Regions from separate parts of the Zea mays genome. Here region 1 is linked to region 2. The links are chromatin contacts, called in public Hi-C maps. All regions are on one chromosome and are shown on one strand. The core of a region is the stretch at or near the end of the contact, and the rest is flanking DNA. Distances in the headings are between cores, read along the strand shown. Region 1 has its middle 150 kb from the start of LOC100285091. Region 2 holds the start of LOC100285091 (endoglucanase 1).

The links. Hi-C and Micro-C count contacts between places; a contact is called where the count stands out from the background.
Region 1: a Hi-C map of ear shows a contact between it and region 2, with 2.3 times the contacts expected there. The contact joins the enhancer-like site here to the promoter of LOC100285091 in region 2. A contact is called at or near these places in 2 of 25 Hi-C or Micro-C datasets (ear and tassel).

The regions. Positions count from the first base shown.
Region 1 is chr8:36,096,582-36,103,228 of Zm-B73-REFERENCE-NAM-5.0, forward strand. No RefSeq gene overlaps it. Among protein-coding and RNA genes, the nearest start is that of LOC100285091, 150 kb to the left of the region's middle. Within about 2 kb of position 5,335, at least 9 of the 20 cell types and tissues checked have an H3K27ac peak or open chromatin away from gene starts, as enhancers often do. A contact at or near this core is called in ear and tassel, where this site is marked.
Region 2 is chr8:35,950,030-35,957,012 of Zm-B73-REFERENCE-NAM-5.0, forward strand. LOC100285091 (endoglucanase 1) reads left to right here and starts at 2,817. Exons shown (of 3, transcript NM_001157986.1): 1 at 2,817-3,160; 2 at 3,267-3,473; 3 at 3,751-5,118. The coding sequence starts at 2,927. The coding sequence ends at 4,815.

The DNA of each region.
Region 1 (6,647 bases), core at 4,085-6,584, 150 kb after region 2:
TGTAGATCATGAAGTTTAGATGATTTTACAATATTTCTTTGTTATCATTGCTTTTATAGTGAAAGAGGTAGAAACAGAATGAACATTTGTGTTGTTGATTGTCAATTTTCTATTTAGGGATATTTCCATGGAAGTTTGGGTTATAGTGAGCTCTTTCGCAATCCATGTTAATTACGTTGTATGGTGGGAGGGAATAGACGTAGTGGTTGTGATAGTTATCTTGTTTATGTATATGTGGAGCGTGGGCTGAAACACAGAGATAGCGAGGGACATTTGAATAGGCCAGTACGTATTGTTGTGAAGCCATGTTTTCTGGTCTTGGCGTGATTGCGTAAGTATGAAATAGTTACGTCGTGTGAAGTCTAGGTTGAGATGGAGATTGTGTGAGTTATTGGATGGATATATATATGCATAGTATAATTAAAAAAAGAGAGTTCTTCGATGGGATGATATAATGTATAGAATGTGCTTGGATGGATATATGGGTAGGCATAGTATGATTAAATCGATTCTTGCTTGCATGATGTGAGATTAGGCTTAAAATGATTTAAAAAGTTAGCATATTGCTTCTATCCTTATGTTGGATCTAAGTGTCTCGTAATGAAGAACCTAAAGTTATTAGTCCTTCGATGAACGCTTAATCTTAGAAGAGTATAGAACCTGAATAAATCTATTGCTTGTTGTTTGGGACTGTATGACCAGTTTTGGTTATGCAGCTAGTTCAATGAATTAAACCATGTTTTCTGTAGAGGTGTTGTATATAAAAGTTGTAGCAAACTTCTTCATCTTACTTGTGTAAACATTTCATGACCATAGGTCTAGAAGCTTGGGAGTTATGATTTTCTCAAGTCTAGTCTTGGAATCTGTCCAGATTCTGTACAGATTTCGAAACTGACCTTGTTTGTCTAAGTTAAACTTCGAATCAGTTCTTATAAATTATAAAGAAGTGGTAGTACTTTCCTTAAGCTTTCCAACAAATTTTGGATCACCCTTTTTGGTGACCTATAAGTTAAGCTACAGTTGTTTTAAGTGGAATCTTTGAATCTATCCAAATTTGGACAGCAAAGCCTTTCTTATGTCTTTTGATCTTGATATGCATTGAATTAACCTAATATGTTTATAAATGAAATATAGACAATTTTACTAGCTTTCTAAAAAGTCTAGGAGCGCCTCAATTGGATGACTGAGACTCCAATTATGGATTTTTGAAGTGAGTAGTTGAATTCTGTCCAAGTCTGGACAAAATTTACGTTTTGCATTGTTTGGCCTTTCTAAGTGTCAAATCTTGTGGTGATGATAATACCAAGGGTATAGTGGACTTTGTAAGATTTCCATAAAGTCCTAGTTTACTACTTTTGGATGCATATTTTGTGAGTTATCAGCAAAACAATTAACTGTTGTGCTGCTGTCTAGAAATATGCAAGCATTAAATTGGTCTTTTGAAGTTACTCTTGTTTGAATAGGTTTGGTTTAGGCTATAGGAGCACCGTATGTATTGCATTAATATATATATTCATTGAAGTACTTGCATGTGTCAAGGTTGATTTGGTGTCAGGAAAGCTTTGTCCGAGGTATATAGGACCGTCTACTATCTTAGCCGAGTTGGCAGCTTGGCTTAGCACATGTAATTGTCGGAGTCTATGATCAGTGTACACCATGTATTCCATGTCTCTATGTTGAGAAAGTATTTGCAGAATCCAGATCAATAAATCGAGCTAGAGTCGATTCCCATGTAGCAAGACCTGACTCTAGAGTGTCGTCTGCTGCGTATCCTAGAATCCTTGGAGCTCGAGGAGCTGATGCGGCAGAAGTACCCCGAACTTTTCGTTATGGGGTGAGTTTTTGTCGTCGCTGATCTTTCCTTTGGTCGTTCAGATAGAAGCGTCAGAATTCGAGGTCGAATTCTTTTCAAGGGGGGTAGAGTGTGATACCCAGTTTGCAAAGAAGAGAAGTTGGAGTTTATTCTTTCCTTGTTTCTTTTTCCTTCTTTCTTTCGGGTGGTACGCTTTTGGGGTTGGGAATTTTTGGGGAAGCATTCAACAGTAAAATAGTAGAATTTTGGTTAGACTCATGCGCTAGGGGGGGTTGGGGGTTGACGTGTGAACGAGTTGGGCCGTGGTTCTTGATCCGGCCCACTAGTTCCCCTAACCCTAGCCGCCCCTCCCTTAATCCCTTGGGATTTTTTTCAGCCACCCCCCTCCCCTTTCTCTTGTGCAGCCGCCCCCCCTCTCTCTAGGCTTGGAGGACGCCCCTCTCACTCCTCCACCCATTTGCAGCCGCCACCCCACCTCCCCCATCAAACCCTAGCCGCCCCCTCCTCAAGCCCTTCTCTCCAAGGTGCCATTCCTTTCCCGCTCGGATCTACGTCGCGTTGGTGCATGTCTCCAATTGGATTTTGGTGGAGGGAAGAAGGGCGGAAAGGGGGAGGATTCAAGGTGATTTTGAGATTTTATCTTGTTTAATTGTGTTGTAATCCAATTGATTATATGTTTACCTATCCGAATCGGTAGAGGTGCTGTCCTGAAATTTTGTGGGTGGGCGAACAACAGTAGTTCTTGGGATTTCTGGGAATTTTTCGTGGGTAATTAGTGGGGATCAGTGGGTGAATCATGTAGAGCTTTGTCATACCTTTCCAACGGGTACTTATGCGCTCGATTCGGAGTTATAATTTAGGAGATATCGTTGTTTCAATCCGGTTATGTTGCTGTCCAAAAAAACAGATTTTCAGGTGGGTGAACAGCAGTAGTATTAGCAGTTTCTGGGCATTTTTCGTGGGTAATTAGTGTTAACCAGTATGATAATAATGTAGGGCTTTGTCTTATCTTTCCAATGAGTACTTATGCGCTTGATTTGGAATTATATTTCAAAAGATATCGCTGTTTGAATCCGGGTATGTCGCTGTCCAAAAGACAAAAAAAAAACAGATTACAGGGTTCATCTTGTGGACTGTTTTGGGCTAATTAGATGTTGGAATTTAATTATAAATTGTGTACAAAACTTGTGGGGAATTTTATGTAGATGCCTCTGGAGTTTTTGTTTGTTACCACTGCTGTCATAATTTTAAAGTTATGAAATTATTAAGCAGCCCCGCTGCAGTTTGGTGGGTGTGGGGAGAGATGTAACCCGCGGCGGGGTTTGAGTTTGTGCGTAGGTGCAGCGTCGCTCATGAGCCTGATTATGTGAAATTGGTGCACTAAGTTGTGTGTCAAAAACAGATGGTGGACTTCCGGATCGTACTTAGGGATTTGCCTGAACTTCCGGTAAAGGCAAGTAAATACAGTGGTGGTTGCTACCGTTTGGTTTGCATCCTATTCCCTGTCATTGAGTATGCATAAGTTTAATTATGTTAATCATTGAATTCTATGATGAAGTTTATTTGTTTGGAAGTATTAATTCTCAATTGTCTAATATTGTGGATGATCATAATTTGTTAATGATATATGTGGTTGATTCCCATCTTGGATGAAGTTGAAGTATCTTTTTGAATCACGTTATATGAAGTGTTGTAGGCATGACATGCACATCGCATCATCCATCTTGCATTGTGAAGTTATGTCGTGATCTTATGGTCCGACCGTACCGGTACATTTTTAGCATCGTACGTTGCCCGAGGAGGGGTACGATGCGGCTTCATATCCTTAGAGGTATGAAGGCAGAAGTCATTCTTGCATTTGCAGACATTTGCACTCATGAGGTATATATATATGAAGTGTGACATTACTATGTTACTATTGTGGTTTCTACCTGCGAGGTGTGGTGACTAGGTGTGTTGTACGTTGTATACGTGCTGCACCTTCGTAATAAGAAGGTTGTGGAATCAAGTGGTGGTAAAACAATGTTCTTATGTGGTTAAACAGTTTGATATTATTTTACTTGCTGAGATGTGTCATCTCACTCTTGCATTACTCAATGCAGGTACTTGATACATGTTGGGAATGAGGGGAGTAGCAGCACGTCCACTTTCACTCTCACAATAGCGCTGCCGAGGTGCAGCCATGATTTAATTAGAAATTTATTATCAAAGGAAGTTTGTTTTTTAACTAGTCGTGTGCACTAGTTAATTTAGTTCATGTCGTATGTTTAACTTCTCTTTGCTAGCCGATTAATAGTACTTAGTATGTTTTTGTCATGATATATGTTTATACACTGTTGCCCCCTCGTCTATGCAATTTTGCAAAGGGGATGCTGCCGAAATTTTATATATAGATGGCAGAAGTGTTGTTTAGTAGCATTCTGGGTGTTTGTGGACCCTCGGGGTGTTACAAATGTACCGGCATCTCACTAGTAAAATACGGTTACACAGAAAACGTTTGAGTCAATCTAATCCGCATAGGAGAACGCGATACGTGCAGTACGGTATTGGATAAATAACTCACAAAGGCTGTCCATCCTCCCAAAACCAGGAGGTAAATTTGAAGAATGTTCATGGTGCCGCGGCGCCATCCTTCCCGCCAATATTTGTTCGAGGAGTGTGCGCGCCTGACAGCATGGTCAGCCGTGTGTTTGACCCTGACGGAGCACGTTGGTCGCCTCGTAACTCGGCGCAGAGGCGGGCCTTGCCCTCGCGTGGCGTGCACGTGCATACTACCACATGACAGATGACACGAGAGCTGCTTCAGTGCAGCTGGTCGCCAGCCAGCCTGTGAGCTCATCAGAATGCGTTTGATGGATCACCTGTAGCTTAAATAATGGACAAGATAGATTCGTGTTACTAGCAAAGCAAATGCCAAGGCGCATCAGTAAGCATTTGGCTGTCACGACGCTACGTACGCAAAATATATTACTGCTAGTACACTTGTAGGGCGTGTCGCTAACTAGACCTGTTCCATGGGGCCGTTGTACTGTACCTGTTCGTGCTGAGAAAGCCACATGCATGCGTAGCACCAAGGTCGTCGTCAGGCTCGGTAGGCTGGTGCAGCAACAGGGCGCCTCCTGCGGTCCTGCCTCTCTCTGCCTGCGATGCGAGTCGCAAAGGGAAAAAGCTTTGGCCCTTCCACAGAAACGGCCACGCCGCCCGCACTAACATTGCATGCGACGAGCTAGCCTACGACTAGCGGCAAAGCGGCACCGAAAGCGAAGCTCATTGTTGTGATTTGTGAACGCAGAGACAATGTGTGATCCGTATACCGTATTGTACGCTTATATAGCAGTACTAACATTGTAACACGCCTTTGATCACCTATTTCGCGGCATTGTACATAACCACCAGCAGAATAGCGATCTATAGATGTTCATGCATGTCGAGGTATGACAGCACGGTTTTAAGCCTGGTATGACTCAGAGTCTTATCCCGGTACGAAGGAGCGTGCTGGTCCGGCCAACAACGGCATACACGATGACTGCTCTGGAAACGAGCCGGGTAGGTGTGGCTCGCTCAGTGGTCGAGCTTGGCTCGGCTCGCCTCGCCTTGCCTACTCACCGACCTTTAAAAGGAGGCTCGGCTCGCGAGCTACACTTTAAAAACTAACATCATATTATATAGTTAATTAATGGTCTATAAACATAAAATAAATAATCATAACACGACATTACAAGTAATCTAAATTATAATTGTTATATACATACACCATTAAAGACTAAGAAACGAGTCAGATATCTATAAATTAACCAATATCCATCATTATTGTGTAGGTTGATTATTTTTGTGCAGCTCGTGAGCCGGCTCGCGAGCCCGAGCGGCTTCGCTCGGCTCGTTGCCTCAACGAGCTCGAAAACCTGGCTCACTCGCGACTCACGAGCTTCGAGCTTTTTTCCAGCCCTAGCTCTGCTAGACAGCAACGGCCAACGACTCTCTCCTATTGGCTCAGTCCCTCACCTTGTATATATATAACTGGTTGTCACGTCTATTCCACTCCTACCCAAAGTTTGGTAGAGTTCCGCTCCATGATTATCTAACTCAGAGACCTGATTCTGTAATAGAGTGATTTCGAGTGATTCTCTACCGGAAGTAAATCTATTTGACGAAAACCGTTTGACAAATAGGTTGTGAATTAATTCTTGAGGGATTAGAGAGTGAGGAGTAGGTTGGGAGCGGTGGAAAGCATATTTTTTGCTCGCACTTTCTAGTACAATATAATATAGAGACTAGATTCACTCCACTCCCACAACGGAGCAGTTTAGATTTTTATCGTTTAACTCGGCATAAGTGATTCTCGCTGGGAGCAGAGTCGTGAGAGCTCTCCTAAACACCCCCTAAATCACTTCCCCCAACAACTCTCTGCTCTCCTTGGTGTCGCCTCACACAGTGGACCTTAATTTGTTCAAATCCCTCACCTTCTATTCGATTTCAATGACCTTAATCTGTTCAATTTGAAGCTAAGGATGTCCACTCTCGAAAGTTTAATTTAGATATGGATGTTACCTTATGCTAAGACACTTGATTACATATAGGCGTATATTTTATATGTGCATTAATTCTCATTATATCTGAAAATCATTAGTACACGTTGCTCAGAAGATACTAGAGTTCCCGGAACTCTTCCAAGACTCCATTATTGTTCTATGTGTTCACTAGGTTCATGCCCGTGCGTTGCCGCGGGAGTGAAAAATTAGTATGAAACATATATACGAAACAACAAACATCACTTGGGTGGTAAGGTGGAACCTCGGCGTCAACCTCATCTGGGCGTCACGGGGAGACTCACCGC
Region 2 (6,983 bases), core at 1,567-4,066:
CAAAATTAATTATAGGAAATGGTAAGCCCTATTTCCCTTTCAATCATCCACACAAGCATCTTCTCCAACTCAGGATGAAAAGCAAGCTCAAGAAGATGGGGAACAAGTTGAAGATAATGAGCAAGCTCAAGATGGGAGCATACATCAAGGGGAGAAGAAGAACAAAATAAGAAGTATGGCTAAGGGATACAAGCAACAAGGCCACCACATCCAAGAGTCCATCAAGCGATTCAGAGAGACCACCCAGTCAACATGATCCTTGGTGATATACAAAAGTGGTAACCACTCGCTCTAGAATTACAATTTTCTATGAAAATTACTCTTTTGTGTCTTCTCTTGAGCTTTTCAGGATTGTAGACACATTAAAGGATCTAGACTGGGTGGTGGTCATGCAAGAGGAGCTCAACAACTTTAAAAGAAATGAGGTTTGACACCACGTCCTAACCAAAATATTGTAGGAAGCAAATGGGTATTCCGTAATAAACATGATGAACATGGAGTGGCGACAAGGAACAAAGCCCAACTTGTGGCCAAAGGGTACTCACAAGTCGAAGGCTTGGATTTTTATGTAACCTTTGCACGTGTAGCTAGACTTGAGCCAAGTTGTATTTTATTAGCCTATGCTGCTTACTAGGATTTCAAGTTGTTTTTAATGGATGTGAAAAGTGCATTGCACAATGGGCTAATCTAGGAAGAAGTATATGTTGAGCATCTCTCGGCTTTGAAGATGATAAGTATCACTCTCATGTATTTAAGCTCAAAAAGGCGCTCTATGAGCTCAAGCAAGCACTAATAGCATGGTATGTGTTGGTCACTTGTTTTCAATTGCTATGAACTTGGCATAGGATAACACGAAGAAGCTTCGAAGGCTAAGTAAAACGAAGCTAAGGCATTTCAAAAGGTGAATTTATGTAGGACACTATTCATCTGTTTATAGGGAAGTTGAACAACTTCGTAGAAAATTACAAACATGCCCATAAGATTTACACACATGATTTATAAATGATATAGGGACATTGTCCTCTTTTCTCTTTCTTTCTTGCTGCGCAAGTATTGGACTTCTTCTTCGTTAGCTTATGTTCGAAGCTTTTCTCCATGATGAAGCTATTAGCTTCGACTCGTACCTTCGTCGCTTGTGTATACATACGACACTTTCACTACACGTTGCTTCGGCTGAAAGCCAACTTCGTCCAACCTTCATTATACACCTGAAACACATCTAATTATGCAGGAGTACATGTGTTTTGAGGACCTTCGGCAAGGTAGGCCCCCAACAGCTTCGATCCCCAATTTCCCGTGGGGTTTCTTCTATTATTGGATGGGGATGGGGAAGTTTATTTCCCTACGGGGATGTTAATGAGGAAAAGTTCTGGCCCAACGGGTAAACGGGGGTGGGAATGCCCCATTTCCTTCGGGACCCGTTAAACTTACATGTTGTGATATTTTCATGTAACAATTAATGATGAAATAAATAATTACCTTGTCAAGAGATCACTTACTGTATAAATATGTTTATTTTGATGTACACATAATGATTTTTTTACATCTGACAATGTGTATAAGTGACAATGTTTTACATTAATCTATACTACTCTATTAATTACCTAATGTGGGCACACCATAGCTTCACCCTCGCTATGTCCAGCATCCGCAAAAATAGTGTAGAACAAGCACTTGAACCCACACCCCTATATACTACAAAAATTTGGGCTAACCACCAGACCACACGTAACTTAGTATTTATAAATAAACAATAATTATATTTGTAGCCTATGCATCGCTCCCCACGCTTATCTGTCTCGTGGTAACGCATTGGCATATAACTAGTAACAAAATAAGCACGTTCTAATTATAACTTAAGAGGGGATGGAGATCCCCGACAGAGATGGAGAAAAATATTCTCTGAAAGCGTTCGTGGGGATTTTGGTGAGAATTTTTTTTTGTTGCGGAACCAGGACGAGGATCTAAAACCCGACGGAAAATACACATTTGCCATCTCTACACCAGATCGATAAAACTATCTCCTATATCATTTCTATTCTATCTTTTATCGAATCTACTATTTCCAACTCTACTCAACACTAATAAAAAACAGCACCCATGATCCTGATCCGCTGGAGACAACCGGGCCTACCTTTTGTTCGTGCGCTCGGGGTCCCTGAGCAACGAAAGAGCGGGATCTTGTGCCGCTCAAATTAAAAAATCGGAAAAGTGCTCCTCCTGTGGCTTAACGGCCGGCGGTGATGGCTGCACGGTTCCCTCGTCTGCAAAGTTATTGCTGTGGTGGGCCAAGCTCCTTGAGCTAACCGTCTGCCTCTTCCCATTTCCGAGCTCTGCTTCCATTAACAAAAACCAATTCGCCGCCTTGAGAAACCAAAGCCTGACCGTGCTTGATTTCTTGGCAATGGCGATTTCCTCGGCAGCCACAATGGACAAAAGCTGAAGCACGTCGCGCATTTGCATTCTGCAGGGAGCCAGGGAGGCATCTATCTTATCCCACCCATTTTTTCCCCGTTTTCATGCGCCGAAATGGGCTTAAAAAAAGCAAAACCTGTTCTTTCTGCCACTGACGACATGGATACCATTTCCTTGACGAAGCGGCTGACCCTGTCACCCATGCTCGCTCACTGGCGCATGCCAGCCAGTCGCCATGCCCATGTCCATGTGAAGGAGCTCAGAGGGCTCTCGGGGCACGCGTCCATGGCGGGAGAAAAGTAATGGCCGTTCTAAAACCGAAAAAGGAAACGACAATAAATATACGGCGGAAAACAGTCCCGCGCGCCTTTAAAAGCAGCGCTCGGGTGGCCACTTGTGCCAAGCGAGGAGGCAGTGCGGAGACGGGAGCCAGTGGCCAGTGACAGTGAGCGGCGACGTTCCAGTGTCCACTGTCCAGTAGGCGAGCGAGGAGGTGGTCCATTGGCCGGCCATGGCTCGTCTCCGCTGCGTCTTCGTCGTCTTCGTCCTGCTCTCGTCTGCCCTCCGCCTTCCAGGCGACGCCATTGCCTCCCGGGGGCACCATGGCCCCGCCGCACACGACTACAGGGACGCGCTCGTCAAGTCCATCCTCTTCTTCGAGGGCCAGCGGTCGGGCAAGCTGCCGCCGTCGCAGCGCGTGTCCTGGCGCAGGGACTCGGGACTCTCCGACGGTCACTCCGCCAAGGTAAGTACTCCCTAGCGTGGAGGTTATGTCACCGGACGGCCTCTCTGCTTTCAGTCCTGTTTTATCTGTTGATGGCCGGCGTTCTTGTTGAATGTGTGGCGGGCAGGTGGACCTGGTGGGCGGGTACCACGACGCTGGTGACAACGTCAAGTTCGGGTTCCCGATGGCGTTCAGCATGACGATGCTGGCGTGGAGCGTGGTGGAGTTTGGCGGCCTCATGAAGTCGGAGCTGCAGCACGCCAGGGACGCCGTCCGCTGGGGCGCCGACTACCTGCTCAAGGCCACGGCGCACCCGGACACCATCTACGTCCAGGCAAGTGGAGTTGTTGCCTTCCTGTTCCTGCTCCTGTTCCTCATCGAGCGAGTCATGGTCAAACTCACTAGCTAGTAGTACAAGCAGCACAGCACGAAAGGCTGCTTCCTTTTTCACAACCAATGGAAATATGAAATGTTAGTACTTGCACGGTTAACACCATCGCCATGTGGGCCAAGCAAGCACTGCTGGTGTTGCGTCTACACATTGGTGGCAGTGGGGGCGCACCGCAAGCTGATCTGATCGATCTCCGCACTCCCTTCTGTGGTCATCACAGGTCGGTGACGCGACCAAGGACCACGCGTGCTGGGAGCGGCCGGAGGACATGGACACCCCCAGGACGGTGTACAAGGTGGACCGTGGCACCCCGGGATCCGACGTCGCCGCCGAGACTGCCGCGGCTCTCGCCGCCGCCTCCCTCGTCTTCCGCAAGTCCGACCCGGCCTACGCCAGCCGCCTTGTCGCCAGGGCCAAGAGGGTGTTCGAGTTCGCGGACAAGCACCGCGGCTCCTACAGCACCGGGCTGGCGGCGGACGTGTGCCCGTACTACTGCTCCTACTCCGGGTACCAGGACGAGCTGCTGTGGGGCGCGGCGTGGCTCCACCGCGCCACCAAGAGCCCCTCTTACCTGAGCTACATCCAGACGAACGGGCAGGTGCTGGGCGCGGACGAGTCGGACAACACGTTCGGGTGGGACAACAAGCACGCGGGCGCGCGGGTGCTCATCTCCAAGTCGTTCCTGGTGCAGCGCCTGGGCGCGCTCCACGAGTACAAGGGCCACGCCGACGGCTTCATTTGCTCCATGGTGCCCGGCACGGCCACGGACCAGACGCAGTACACCCGGGGCGGGCTGCTGTTCAGGCTTAGCGACAGCAACATGCAGTACGTGACGTCGAGCTCTTTCCTCCTGCTCACCTACGCCAAGTACCTGGCGTTCGCCAAGCAGACGGTGCGCTGCGGCGGCGTGGCGGTCACGCCGCAGCGGCTGCGCGCCATCGCGCGCAGGCAGGTGGACTACCTGCTGGGGAGCAACCCGATGGGGATGTCCTACATGGTGGGCTACGGCGCCAAGTACCCGCGCCGCATCCACCACCGCGCTTCGTCGCTGCCGTCCGTGGCGGCGCACCCGGCTAGGATCGGTTGCTCGCAGGGGTTCACCGCGCTGTACGCGGGTGGGGCCAATCCCAACCTGCTCGTCGGTGCCGTCGTCGGGGGACCCGACATGCAGGACAGGTTCCCCGACGAGCGGAACGACCACGAGCACTCGGAGCCGGCCACCTACATCAACGCGCCGCTCGTCGGCGCGCTCGCCTACCTCGCGCACTCCTACGGCCAGCTCTAAGCTCCCTAGCGTTAATTGTTGCCGTGTTGATTGATTGTTCGGAAATTAGAGCATCGCGATTTGACGACCCCAGTGCAAGCAAAACCAAGGACGCTTCGCTTGTGGGTCTTAATATATTGCCACTAGTACTCGTAGGCGTGATTTGTTTGTTACGCGACGCCGCTGCTGGCGCACGTATGTAAGCGCGGAGACAAACTGTGCTCCACGGCTCCACCAAGTGTACTGCTACTAAGGTTGCAGCTCGCAACTCTATCTGATGCTATCTACTGTTTTGTTTAATTACATCCACGAACCTATCCGCCATTTTGTGTTGTCGTTACGTTGCCACTTATATTTCGTATTTCTTGTTATCGTTACTGTTTATACGTGAAACTATAACAAATGGGAAATGTACTCCCTCTGCCCAAAATAAAACTCGACATTTATACAATAATTGAGATATGTGTCTAGATTTATCATTATAAATTTAAATAGAGATAAAAATCAAGAACTAAAATAACTGCAGCTAAAATGATTACTATTTTAAGACGGAGGGAGTGTTACTCTGCCTAATTTAGTCGGGTCGTCCTTTAACCTTGTTGGCCAACCTACTTGTCTAGACCGTTATTAGGTCAGGTTATTTATTCAGATTTGGATGTCTAGACTCCTATTTTAATATTAATGTTAAATGTACATATCTAATTTAATTTTTCTCTATCAAATTTTAGATCCATATTTGACAAAACCGTGAAATATTCGATACTATTTGTATCCATGAAACAATTTAAAACCTACTTTTTAATACTAATTATTAATTACAAATGATTCTAATTTTAATATTATACTAGAAAATGATATACACCATTTAAAGTGAAAAATATTTATATGATAAACAAATAATTATGTTCTTACATTACTAGTGATATAAAATGATAAGTTTTAATCAATATTAAAAACACTAATTGCGAATTTAGAGTCCAAAATATAAATATACCTAATATACAAAAATTATATATTTAGAGTCCAAAATACAAATATACCTGATATACATAATTTGTTTAAAAAATATAATATTCAACTATGTTTCATAATCATTTAACCTATAAATCTCCACTTCACGCTATGTTCTTCATTATTTTCTTTTATTTTTAGTACACACATTTATATAAGACATTCATTCAGCTAAATGTCAAATAGAACACATCTCAAATAAGTTTCATAAGCATTCAACTGCAACTCTCCACTTTAACTTATATATACTAATTTATTCATTATTTTCATTTACATTTTGGTACACACATTCATACAGGGTATTCATTCATTTTAGAATGTCAAATTTATTTTTTTTGGAATATTTACTATTTTATATCAATTAAATGAATTAGCCCATAACTTTTTATAGAAATTATAAAAGAATATGTAAACATGGTCAAGAAATTCCAAAATTTTGCATGGTCACATATTTTGATGATAAAAGTATGACATAAAAGTTTCAAATGATTTTACAACTTTTTTGTGTCAAAGTGTTTACAAGCAGAACACATCTAAACTAAGTTTTAGAAACACTTAACTAAAATCATCCACTTCACACTTTACAGATTAGTTTCTTAATTATTTTTATTTACATTTTGGTCACACGTTCATATAGGGTATTCATGTCTTTTTGGATTGACAAATTAAATTTGTTGGTACATTTACTACTTTATATCAATCAAATGTATTACTAGATACCTATTTATAAAAATTATAAAAGGATATGGAAATATAGTTAAACAATTTCCAAAAATTTACATTAATATATATCTTGATGATAAAAGCGTGACATAAAAGATTAAGAAGATTTTCCAACCTTTTATTTTAAAGTAGGACATATATATAAGCAAGACATATATATTTATTGTTAAAGAATATATATATATATATTAAATATGCTCGTAAGATATCTATGTATTATGTTCATAATTTGCTTGTAATATGGTGCTGTGTTCCAAATCCATTGATACTTGTTATGACGCTATGTTCCAAATCAAGTAAGTATCCGAATGTAAAGCCGAATTCAAACTATCTGTTTTGTATTCGTATCCGATAATATCCGTATTTGGATTCAGATAAAATATGGTAAATAGTGACATCCGGATTTGTTTCCATACGTATTTGTTCTGAATCCATTCCTAACAGTTATTGAAACC